2 separate regions of the Bicyclus anynana genome follow, and region 2 is linked to region 1. Evidence: chromatin contacts called from public Hi-C data. All regions are on one chromosome and are shown on one strand. Each heading gives the region's core, a stretch centred on a gene start, on an enhancer-like site or on the middle of the called end of the contact. The rest is flanking DNA. Distances are from core to core; before and after follow the strand shown.

The links. Hi-C and Micro-C count contacts between places; a contact is called where the count stands out from the background.
Region 2: a Hi-C map of whole body shows a contact between it and region 1, with 3 times the contacts expected there. The contact joins the promoter of LOC112053841 here to the enhancer-like site in region 1. A contact is called at or near these places in 2 of 2 Hi-C or Micro-C datasets (whole body and whole larva).

The regions. Positions count from the first base shown.
Region 1 is chrZ:12,580,765-12,586,225 of ilBicAnyn1.1, reverse strand. It overlaps LOC112053841 (calcium-binding mitochondrial carrier protein SCaMC-2), which reads left to right. Exons shown (of 7, transcript XM_024093405.2): 6 at 802-1,378; 7 at 2,483-3,042. The coding sequence ends at 2,667. Among protein-coding and RNA genes, the nearest start is that of LOC112053845, 8.3 kb to the right of the region's middle. Within about 2 kb of position 2,610, at least 1 of the 8 cell types and tissues checked has open chromatin away from gene starts, as enhancers often do.
Region 2 is chrZ:12,626,312-12,631,772 of ilBicAnyn1.1, reverse strand. It overlaps LOC112053841 (calcium-binding mitochondrial carrier protein SCaMC-2), which reads left to right and starts at 3,040. Exons shown (of 7, transcript XM_024093405.2): 1 at 3,040-3,436; 2 at 5,414-5,461. The coding sequence starts at 3,263.

The DNA of each region.
Region 1 (5,461 bases), core at 1,361-3,860:
AACACTGTTAGATAAACTGATTGAAAATTGTGAACGGGAATATATTGTGTTATGAGTGGGTACGACAATAGTCCAGCGGGCGGGAATTGAACCAATACCTCTCTGTGGTGATATTGTTTGTTAATTATGATTCCCACGGGATCGCGAACTACGCGGATGAAACCGCAAGGCGTCTGCTAGTAATCAATAATATTTGAAATATGCACTGCAATAGCAGATGAATATACATACATATAATATATTCATCATACACATTAACCTATAATGTATATTGTATATACAGTAAACAAGCACTGTAAAACATGAAAACGATTTTACTGCATTTCATAAGAAAAAAAGGGTTTCAAGAAGAACGCAGGGACAATATTCACAGTGTAACATATCTCAGCCGTCAGGATAGTATTGATCGTTGATCAACACTATCAGGCTGTTAGCGGCCCTTTACAAAGCAGGCCTTCATTAAAGGATAGGATATAAAGCTTAAATCCACTAAAGCTGCACTATCAAACTCATAATGAAACATGATAGCAATCAGTATCAAATTGTGATCGGCCCGTTAGATTAACGTGTCCGAGGGAGTACCACCGACTTTCCACCTCGGGCTGCTACTAAATATTTGACAAAAGCTAAATATTTCACAGCTTGACCCAGGATTAGATCCTTAGGATTTCATTATCCGAAACTACATAGGTGAACTATTGTAACAACGAGCCAGCTATTCAAAAGATTTTTTAAAAATAATCTTGGAGAACATTTCATAACAGGAATGTGTAATGATTTCTTTGTGCTTTGGTTTTTCAGGTGAATCCAACTAGAGAAAATATGACGAAATGCTTAGCGAAAATGATAAACGAAGGAGGTATTAGCGGTCTGTGGCGAGGTAACGGTATAAATGTAATAAAAATAGCGCCAGAATCGGCGTTAAAGTTCGCCGCGTACGAGCAAGTCAAACGTCTAATAAAAGGAGAGAAGAATAATCAACCGCTAGAGATATATGAGAGGTTCGCGGCCGGTGCCACAGCCGGCGCGATTAGTCAAACTGTGATTTACCCACTAGAGGTGCTAAAGACAAGATTAGCTTTAAGAAAAACTGGCCAATATAGCGGCATCATGGATGCAGCGAGGAAGATATATGCTAGAGAAGGACTGAAGTGTTTCTACAAAGGATACATTCCAAACATCCTGGGGATAGTGCCTTACGCCGGCATCGATCTCGCAGTGTACGAGACCCTGAAGAAGAAGTACATCAACAAGTACCAGGCGCACAACGAGCAGCCGGGGGTGCTGCTACTGCTGGCGTGCGGCAGCACGTCGTGCACGCTGGGCCAAGTGTGCTCCTACCCGCTGGCATTGGTGCGGACGAGGTTGCAAGCGCAAGGTACTATTCTGTTTTAACACTACCATCTTAAGGGTCCAATACACAATCTTCTTCTTAAGGTGCCTCTCCGACTAGCGAAGGTTTCTTCAACTCAGGCAGTCAGTTTCTTGAACTCGTCTCAATCCTTTGCGAGGCGAAATAATTGTGCGGCGCTCGCGATCCCGGTCCACTCTCTGAGATTTTTCCACACACAATGGCTTATGGCAATCTCACATCTACAGGCAATCGCCATTTTTTACACTTCCTGAACACACAACTCGACATTGAAGACGATGTTTAGGTGGAGCACTAGCGCGTCAAAACTGAGACAACTCTAGTATACAATTTATTTATTTAAATAACTTTATTGCAACAAACATAATATATAAACATACAAAATTTTAGAACTAAAGATAATATGCAGTGAGACCATTTTAAGAGGCGACCTTATCACTAATAGCGATTTCTTCCAGGTTACCTAACTTGAAGAAGTATATAAACCAGTGAGACAAATAAAAAATATCATTGGTGCCTACTCTATTTAAATACCTTTATTCACGCCGCTGATAATGATGATGATGATGTGTATGGGAATGATGACTAGGTTTGAATATATTGATTTTTATGGTACATTCGGATAAATAAGGTCATTGTTAACTAATTTATACATAAATAACAAAGATTGTCTGGATTTTTGTAAAGCAATTAAGATTATAAAATTTCAAAACCTATTAAAATTCTTTTATCGTAATTAGATGAAAATTCATACAGTTTTAGCTTCCTCACATTAAATGTGACGTTTTTTTAATAAAAGATCTACAAACATAAACGCACAAATAACAAAGATACTCGTATTAGTAATTTCGTTTGAACGCCCATACTAATAAGAGGAATGTGTAATGATTTCTTTGTGCTTTGGTTACATTATATACCTACGACGTCATTAATTCGTACCATTGTGTATGGTTCGTTTTTCAGGGATCCGCGGCAGCGCCGCAAATCTGACCATTTAAATCCCTGTAGCTCCGAAAGTAATGATCGCAGATACCCTGTTGCTTTTAAAAAATTGCGTTACTATTAGCATACTCTTAATTTATATACAATACGGTATGCGTGTTGTTACAGAGAAAGCCGCGAAAGGCGCCGAGGGCACGATGCGCGGCGCGTTTCGCGAGATCGTCCAGCGCGAAGGGATCCGCGGCCTGTACCGTGGGATCACACCCAACTTCATCAAAGTGATCCCTGCCGTGTCCATCTCGTACGTAGTCTACGAGTACGCGAGCCGCTCGCTCGGCGTCAACATGACGTGATGACGTCACGCCCCCCCTCCGCGGCCCAGCGCCGCCACAGCTCCACTCACTAACTCGACTGCGACCTGGCTCGAGGAAACATCACATTCTAATCTAAGCATATGTAGGACACTTTGCATTTTAATGTAAATAGCTCTCGTGTATGTTAACTGTTAAGTTAATTAATTATTTATTTTATTTGTTAATATTATATTCCAATTTTGAATTTCAGTAGCTCTGAAAGAAATTGTTTTAAATGTGTAGTAGGTAAATTTTAATTTTTTTTAACAGTTGATACTTTTAAATGAAATTGAAACGGTGTGAATGTGTAATATGACGTAATAATGCATCTGTGATGAGTAATGTAATTAAAAAAAATATATTTTTTTTATTTTCTTTTTTTATTGTTTTGTCCCCAACATTCTAACCTTATTTCCAAACATATCCTTACTTTTTGTTTTTAAATATTTCACTTTCTCGTTTATTTATTTTTATTTTGTTTTTTTCATTTTATTATTATTCATAATTTTTAATGTAAACTACAAATAAAATTAAAATGTATAACAAGATTCGGCAGAGCTTTGATGCCACCAACCGGTCATTAGGCTTCAGAAGGACCTTGCAATACGCGAATTACGATCACTGCCTATTTATTAAATGTATTATTATTAGATTGAATAATGTTAATATTTTGACAGGGAGTTAAAATCAAAGCTGGCAATAGATTTGGTGCTGAATGTCATTTCTAATTCTGGCCGATATTATTACCACCCATTGACCTCTTATAATAAAAGGACGCACAATCATGTAGGAAATTTCACTTAAAAACTGGCCAATTTTGCTTTGACGGTTTTAGAATTATTGGTAAAGAAAATTACACCTTTTTAAATAAAGTCCATTATTCAATAAAATCCTAAATTCAGAAACAAATTCAACCTTAAAAATTCAGTTTAAGGTGGAATTTGCAAATGCGACTACTTGAATTAAGTGCCAAGAAGTTCTGTTTGGCACTCATTGAGTGGGGACGTGTTTTGGTCGCTGATTGTGCATCCACTTTTTGATATGAGATCGATGTTACCACAATACAAATCGAATTGTTTTCGAAGATATACTATATTTATCACAATACGTTTAATCTCATTACTTTCTCGCTCCAGTTGGTCCCTCATGACTGAGGATCGTGACCACCTTGGCGAGTCATTTTTCGGTATACAATGCTCCTCCATGGAGTACCGGTCGCTGGCCATTTGGACGGCACTGTAAAAGGTGCGGGCTCTTCTTTCCTTGAGAAGATCCGACCATCAAAATTCATTTATTTCAATTAGGCTTAGCATACAAACATTTTTGAAAAGTCAAATTATGTCATAATTTAAATTAATCTAATGGTGGTAATAATAGTCGAAAACATAAAATTAAATCCATCCATCGGGTTGGAGATCTACTTCGTTGTCGTTTGTCTTCCACATTTCCCATCACAATAACTTTTTTCCAAGTTGTTATCATGGCGTGTGATGTGCCCAAAATAACTGGGACACATGGTTGAGAGACGTGTTTTAATTTGAGGCTGTGAAAGAATTGATACATTTGTATACTCTCTCGAAGCTATTTCGACAGAGCTGCCATCAATCCCAACCAACTAGTAGTTGAGGCCTACAACTACATTCCCTTAAGGCTAACTTCAAGCAGAGGCGTCGCAAAAACGTCCTTTACGATCCAGACGATGACATGACGACCGACAATGCAACACAATCACAAGCTACACAGCGTCTTCGCCGGCGAAGACGAGGTCCCGATATCTAACGTCACCAGGACGTGGGTTTCTAACTCACGACCTTGGCGACTGATTCACTCAGGTCACGGTTACTCTCTCCCGAATGGCCCTCAGCCGAGGTCCGAGTCTCATAGAAGGCACCCTTAGAGAGTCGTTCCGTCCTCTATCTTTATTTCAGCCTTCGGGTCTCATCAGGCGATTCTTCTGTGATCGCCCAAACCCACCGGTGTCGCCGTAGTGGTCCCACATAGAGCCATCGGCACTTATAAACACAAAAAAAAAACATTTGTACGTTTGGCAGTCAACTGTACACGTAACATTCGCCTCCAACACCACATCTCGAACGCATCAATTCTTCGTCTCTGTCCACGTCTCTACACCATAAAAGGAGATCGGAAAAATAAGTGCTTGGACCACTTGTTTTGGTTATGTTTGTGGTGCTTCGGTTCTTCCAGATTAAGTTTGTTAAGCTCGTCATCTCATTACTTTATGTAGAACTATTTTACCTAACTGAAATTTAACATTAGATAATCTTGTTTTCTACATAACTATAAAATGTTTATGGATGTTTCGTTATCAGAGGCCGAAGACAGATTTACATACACAAACAAAGAAAGACAAAACTCGTCATCTCAATATTACTTATAGCAAGGGATATCCATTTATATACTTACATTTATATTCATAGGGCATCCTTGAACAAAAGCAATAATATTACCTGCAGGCTTATTCACTATCTTTGAAGTATGCTAGTTGACATATACGAAATTGAGGTTCTACGTAAAAATGTCATCCGGTGCTTACTGGTGGATATCACACAGTACATAAATGACATTTAGTCAATTGATGTTTATTTTAATAGGTTGATAATAAAGACCAAAATAGTGAATAAGCCAGCAGAACTCCATAAATTGTTAAGAAAATAAAATTCGTCCACTTAAATTTATATATTTAAAGATAGTAAGATTTAAAATGTCTCTCTCTAGAAATAGTTTTACAAGTTTGAAAGCTATCGTATCTCTGCCAATTCCAAGTCTCCAATTT
Region 2 (5,461 bases), core at 1,791-4,290, 45 kb before region 1:
ATTGTGCTAAGTTTCAATTGATTTTATTAAGTAGTTTCGGAGTGATACATTTGGAAAAACCAATGTTAAACAATGTTTCACAAATTTCTCAGGACAATTTGACTAAGAAGTGAAAGTGATATAAAAACAAATAATGAAAAATAAAACACAGTGTCCTCATATCTTTCTCAGACTATTTTTTTCCAACTATTTACAGAAGAAGATTTTATATAAATTTTTTAGTATGTACTGTACAATATTTGCCTATACAAAATATACCAAACTGCAAGTATTGTTATGTCAACTTATCATCAGAAAAACACCACAATGTCACATTATTGCAATGTCTAAATTCGTTCGTTTAAGTTTTGAGAAACACGTGACCAGCTGCTCTAAGTATTTCGTAAACTTAATTCCTAAATATTTCAACGAAAAGATTCACTCTTTTCTGCAAAGTAAAAATAGTTCCTAAATATATACAAAACACATAAATATATACAAATGTATATTTTTTTTTAATTCGTCGGTTTTTGCAGAAAATAACTCAATTAATTCCTATTTAACTATAATGAGTTTCATGATGAATGTTACCAGTAGATTATTTTCCAACCCGTTAGTAGTCTCAATAGTCAATAGGTCAATTACAAATACTCAGACTTGACGTTCCTAACACTTTAAGTACGTCACTTTATTTGTATCCTAAAAGACACGAATACGACTTTTAGAAAAAAATAATCTTTTTGTTTGGCACTGCCGTGACTACTAAATATCTTCTGTTTCCACTTTACATTAACGTGTCTGACTGCGTAAAATTTTTGGAACAAATAACAATGCGGTTTTGCATAAAACAAATTTTGCTTCCTAGTCGCCTCGATTAATTTTTTTCCTCTCCGGATTCCTAAAAAATTTTTTCGAAAATTTCATCATTATCGTGTTATCATAATATAATAGTAGTAGATATACAATATCGATATATTATTATCGACATCCCTAAATGAATAGCCAAATGACATATTGCAGCTGCTTAAATTCAAAACTAACATAAATCAAAATTACACTTTTTTCAGAAGAACTAAAACAAGAAAAATAAAAACAATTTATTGGTCTATTTTTCCTCTTATTTTACATAAAGCATAATATAATATATACATTGGAATCATATTTTTAAAATGTTTTGCAGTTTTCTGATAAACTTAATGCTAGAGGAGATATTAAAAGCATAAAATATGCTGCTTTTCAATTGAGAACCTTTGGCTTGGAAATCAATAAAATAATCGTATATTTATTTATTATTATATAAATATAAAATAACAAGAATTATTAATATTAATAATTAATACATTTAATTAGGAATAGAAGAATTATTGCAATAAAATCATTTTTGTATATTTTTGATTTATGATAGTTTTGCTGTTGTTGTTGACGCAGCAAATGTATGGCCACTGGTGTCAACAGAATCTTCGAGAAAATCGAACTTGTATTAAAATAAAGTAAACTTTAGTACTATTCCCGTAAAGTTAATTTTAGTTTGTGACTTTGAGTAAAATTATTTTTTCATATTTTAATGAAAATATAATAAAATACGTCTTAACGATGGTACGAGACACCATAATTTGATACATGTTTGTGGCGGCTATCATTTTTGTATTCCAAAACGGCACAATACAGCATTTTTCTAATCGTTTTTAATTATTTTCATTTACCGAATTTGACAACCGCAGGACGTAACGTGTCAGTCAACGAAACAAGACTGCTAGTACATGCGCGGATAGGCTTGCGAAGCTCCGCACACCCGGGTGTAAGCGGGCCACGCCCCTATGCTACTTCTATTGCTAAAAGCGTTAGCTTTTAGCGATGTCTATTCTGTGGATTAACACATAGGTTACTTTATATCCTGAAAAAATCCATGGTTCCCGAGGGATTTGTGAAAAACTAAATTCCACGCGGATGAAGTTGCGGGCGTCCGCTAGTCATTGATATTTTGTTCTATCATCAGTATCATCCCATATTCGGCTCACTGCTGAGCTCGAGTCTCCCCTCAGAATAAAAGGGGTTAGGCCAATAGTCCACCACGCTGTCCCAATGTAGATTGGTAGAAAATTGAGAAAATGAGGTATGCAGATTTTCTCACCATTTGAGATACGTGATATTTAATTTCTTAAATGCACACAACCGAAAAGTTGGAGGTGCATGCCCCGGACCGGATGCGAACCTAAGTCCTCTGAATCGAAGATAGGGGTCATATCCACTGGGCTATTACGTCACGTTTTGCTCTATACGCAGGTAATATTATGTTTGTATATTAATGATGATCTGATGATTGAAAATAATACCTATTTTTATCCAATATATATATCTAGCCCCGAAGAAAGCATCATGTGAGGGTACTATGATAGCTGATTTCATGATTTGCATTTATTAAATTGAAGTCAATCTCATTTATATAAATAAAATTATTTATTGTAGTTGGTCTTCGAATAATTCCCACTATGATTTTAATAATCTGACAAAACTATCAATACTAATTTAGTTGTTCTATAATGGCAGATCATTGTGATAGTGACAGTAAATGTGGTGCTGGTGCTGCCACACAGCGAGTTTATTAGTTAGTTCCATTTTTATTAACTTCTCATAGATGTCACACTCATTTTATGTGCATTTATGTGGTAGTATAGCTTTCGAAACTGAGAAGTAAAGACAAATTAAATATCTATTAAAATAAAAATGCGCCATCTCTTGATAAGTTCTAAAACTGTTCCCGCGGACCCTTAATTTCTACGACTACTTTACATTCACCATTAATATATCTTAAGCAATGTTGCATTGTTAATGAAATATATTAATATTGTTAATGATGAAGTGACATTTTAAATTATAATTAAAATTTGCTATTGGTCTTTGGCTATCAATAGACAATTTTTAGTTGACGAAAACAAATGGAGATGTCGCTAGCATTCGCCGCAGTGCTGTATAATTTATCATTGTGTGGGTAAAGTATGCCAACATCTGATACTGAAGTTTGCAACCTACTTACTTTACCTATGTAGTAGTTAGTGTAGTATTTACCACTACCAGTAGCCAGTAGTGCCGTGGTGCCTAAGCAGGAAGTCGGAAGATACCTGTCAAATTTCAAAATTCCCTTTTAAATGAGAATCGCGAGATTCCGCAAAAATGATTTTAGTAGTATTTTTCATATATTAGGCTAAAGTAATGTATGCCCCCAAATACGTACAAGACATTTTAACTTGTTTAAGCAATAGTACTTACGCCGAGAACAGTCACCATGGTGCAGTGCCATCCACCTTTGGAAATAGAAGAACTACCAAAAGAAGACGAAGAAAGACTAGAAAAGCTATTTTCTAAATTAGACACCGATGGAAATGGAAAAATTGATATCCACGACCTGTCTGTTGCGCTTAAGGAGTTGGCCCCACACATTAATAGGAGTTACGCAGAGGTTAGAATCTGAAAATTAACTTTGCTAACTAACGGTACATCATTACAACAGTTTTAACTTTCATTTATTCGTACGTCACCAACTTGTCGACTGTTCTTTAAATTAAGAACACGGTTATCTTTTTAATTTTTAATTATTCTTTATTAATCATCACTCAGTTCAATGGAAATTATTACTAATTTCAATAAGCAAAATAATTATTTTGCTTATGGATAATTAGTAATCATCTAATCATACATACCACATATTAAGTACAAAAAAATAATATTATAACATTTAAAATAAATAATACACGTAAGAGGTGAAATTACTTTGAACAAATACTGGCAAACAATAAAGTTGGAAGTACAATTTTCTCCTGAACTTTACGGACAGACCATGCTAGGCTAACTCTGTTTGAGTAGAAATAGGTACCTAACTAAGTTTGTATACCTACATTTAAATGAATCATATAAATAATATGCATGGTAGATACAAATAAATTACTTTAATGACCTCATTCATGATTATTTATGTCAGGTATCAGTGTTTTTTGAGTTCATTATGAAATTTCACACTTCATAATTACAAATATTTAATTTTTTTATAAACTTACAGTACTGCTATTACATAATCTATAAAATGAAGTGTGGTGTTGGCAGTTGGTAGACCTGTTTTACAGATTTTAGAAATAAATTGTATATTTATAAAACTAGTTGAGCCATAGCTGAGTTTCATTTCTCATTCTCCTCCATGAATATCGTACTGAATGTCTTCTGGAGTGGCAATTTCTGTTGCTTTTGTTGGTCAGAGATTGTTCTATATTTTGAGACTTTATGTAGAGTAAACAACACAAAAAATAATTGAGTTGATAAAACACAAATTGTTCATGTATTATTTCAGATACTATAATAACTGCACAGCTTAATTGTTCATCACCATTATTAACCCATATTCAGCTCACTGCTGAGCTCGAGAGTCTCCTTTCAGGATGAGAGAGTTAGGCCAATAGTCCACCACACTGGCCCAATGCAGATTGGTAGACTTCACAGGTTTCCTGATGATGTTTACCTTCACCGTTTGAGACACGTGACATACTAAACTATTCCATTGACTTTTGTAAATTGAAAATTATGGTAACCAAGTAAAGTAAATTAACACATCCTAATTCCAGTGAAGCGTTTCCTCATTTAAGCTTTTATATTTATGGGAACAAACATCATGCCATGTCAGATGGAAATTTTAAAATGTATATATACTAATATTATAAATGAGATAGTAAGTCTGTCTCTTTGTTAACTTTGTTACCTAGGAGCAAAACATAAGGTACTTATTGACCCTAAAATGAAAATAGAAGAAGAGTAAAATAGGGGTTAAAAGTTTGCACTGTTTTAACCATTAACCAAAATTATTTTAAAGAATACTTACTATAATGTTCCTGTTAGAAGCCTTAATAGCTCAACAGTAACAGCGGTCAGATTTAACACTGCGGGGTGATGGTTCGATCCCCGCCCTGTTGGTTTATTGTGGTACCCACTCCTAATACAGTCTTTCCCAACTAGTTAGAAGGGAATGAGAATATTGGTTATATTTAAAATATATGGCAAATATTCTTTAAAAAAAATACAATTACTGATTTTCCTTATATATAAATTATATTTTGCATGCAACATGTAATATGAGTACATTGAAAATCTGAAAAGATTATCTCGTTGACATAACATATCACCTTGAGAAAAACTGAGACAATATTTTGTATGTTAGAGATATTTTCTTATGATTAGATTTATTTTACACATGAGTGAGGAGAGCTAATGAGCTATGGTCTATGTCTATTGTCTACATATATAACAGACCTACATAGAGGTTACACCCAACATCATACTGGAACACTAACGCCACTTTCACATGGCAGTCCAGTTTTTTGCAGGATAAAATATTGTGAAGGATAAAATATAAGGAAATATTGTGGGATAAATTAAATTCTTTTAATTTCAGAAATTTCTCGCCAAAACTGGAAAAGACCCTGGTGATGTAACTCTATCA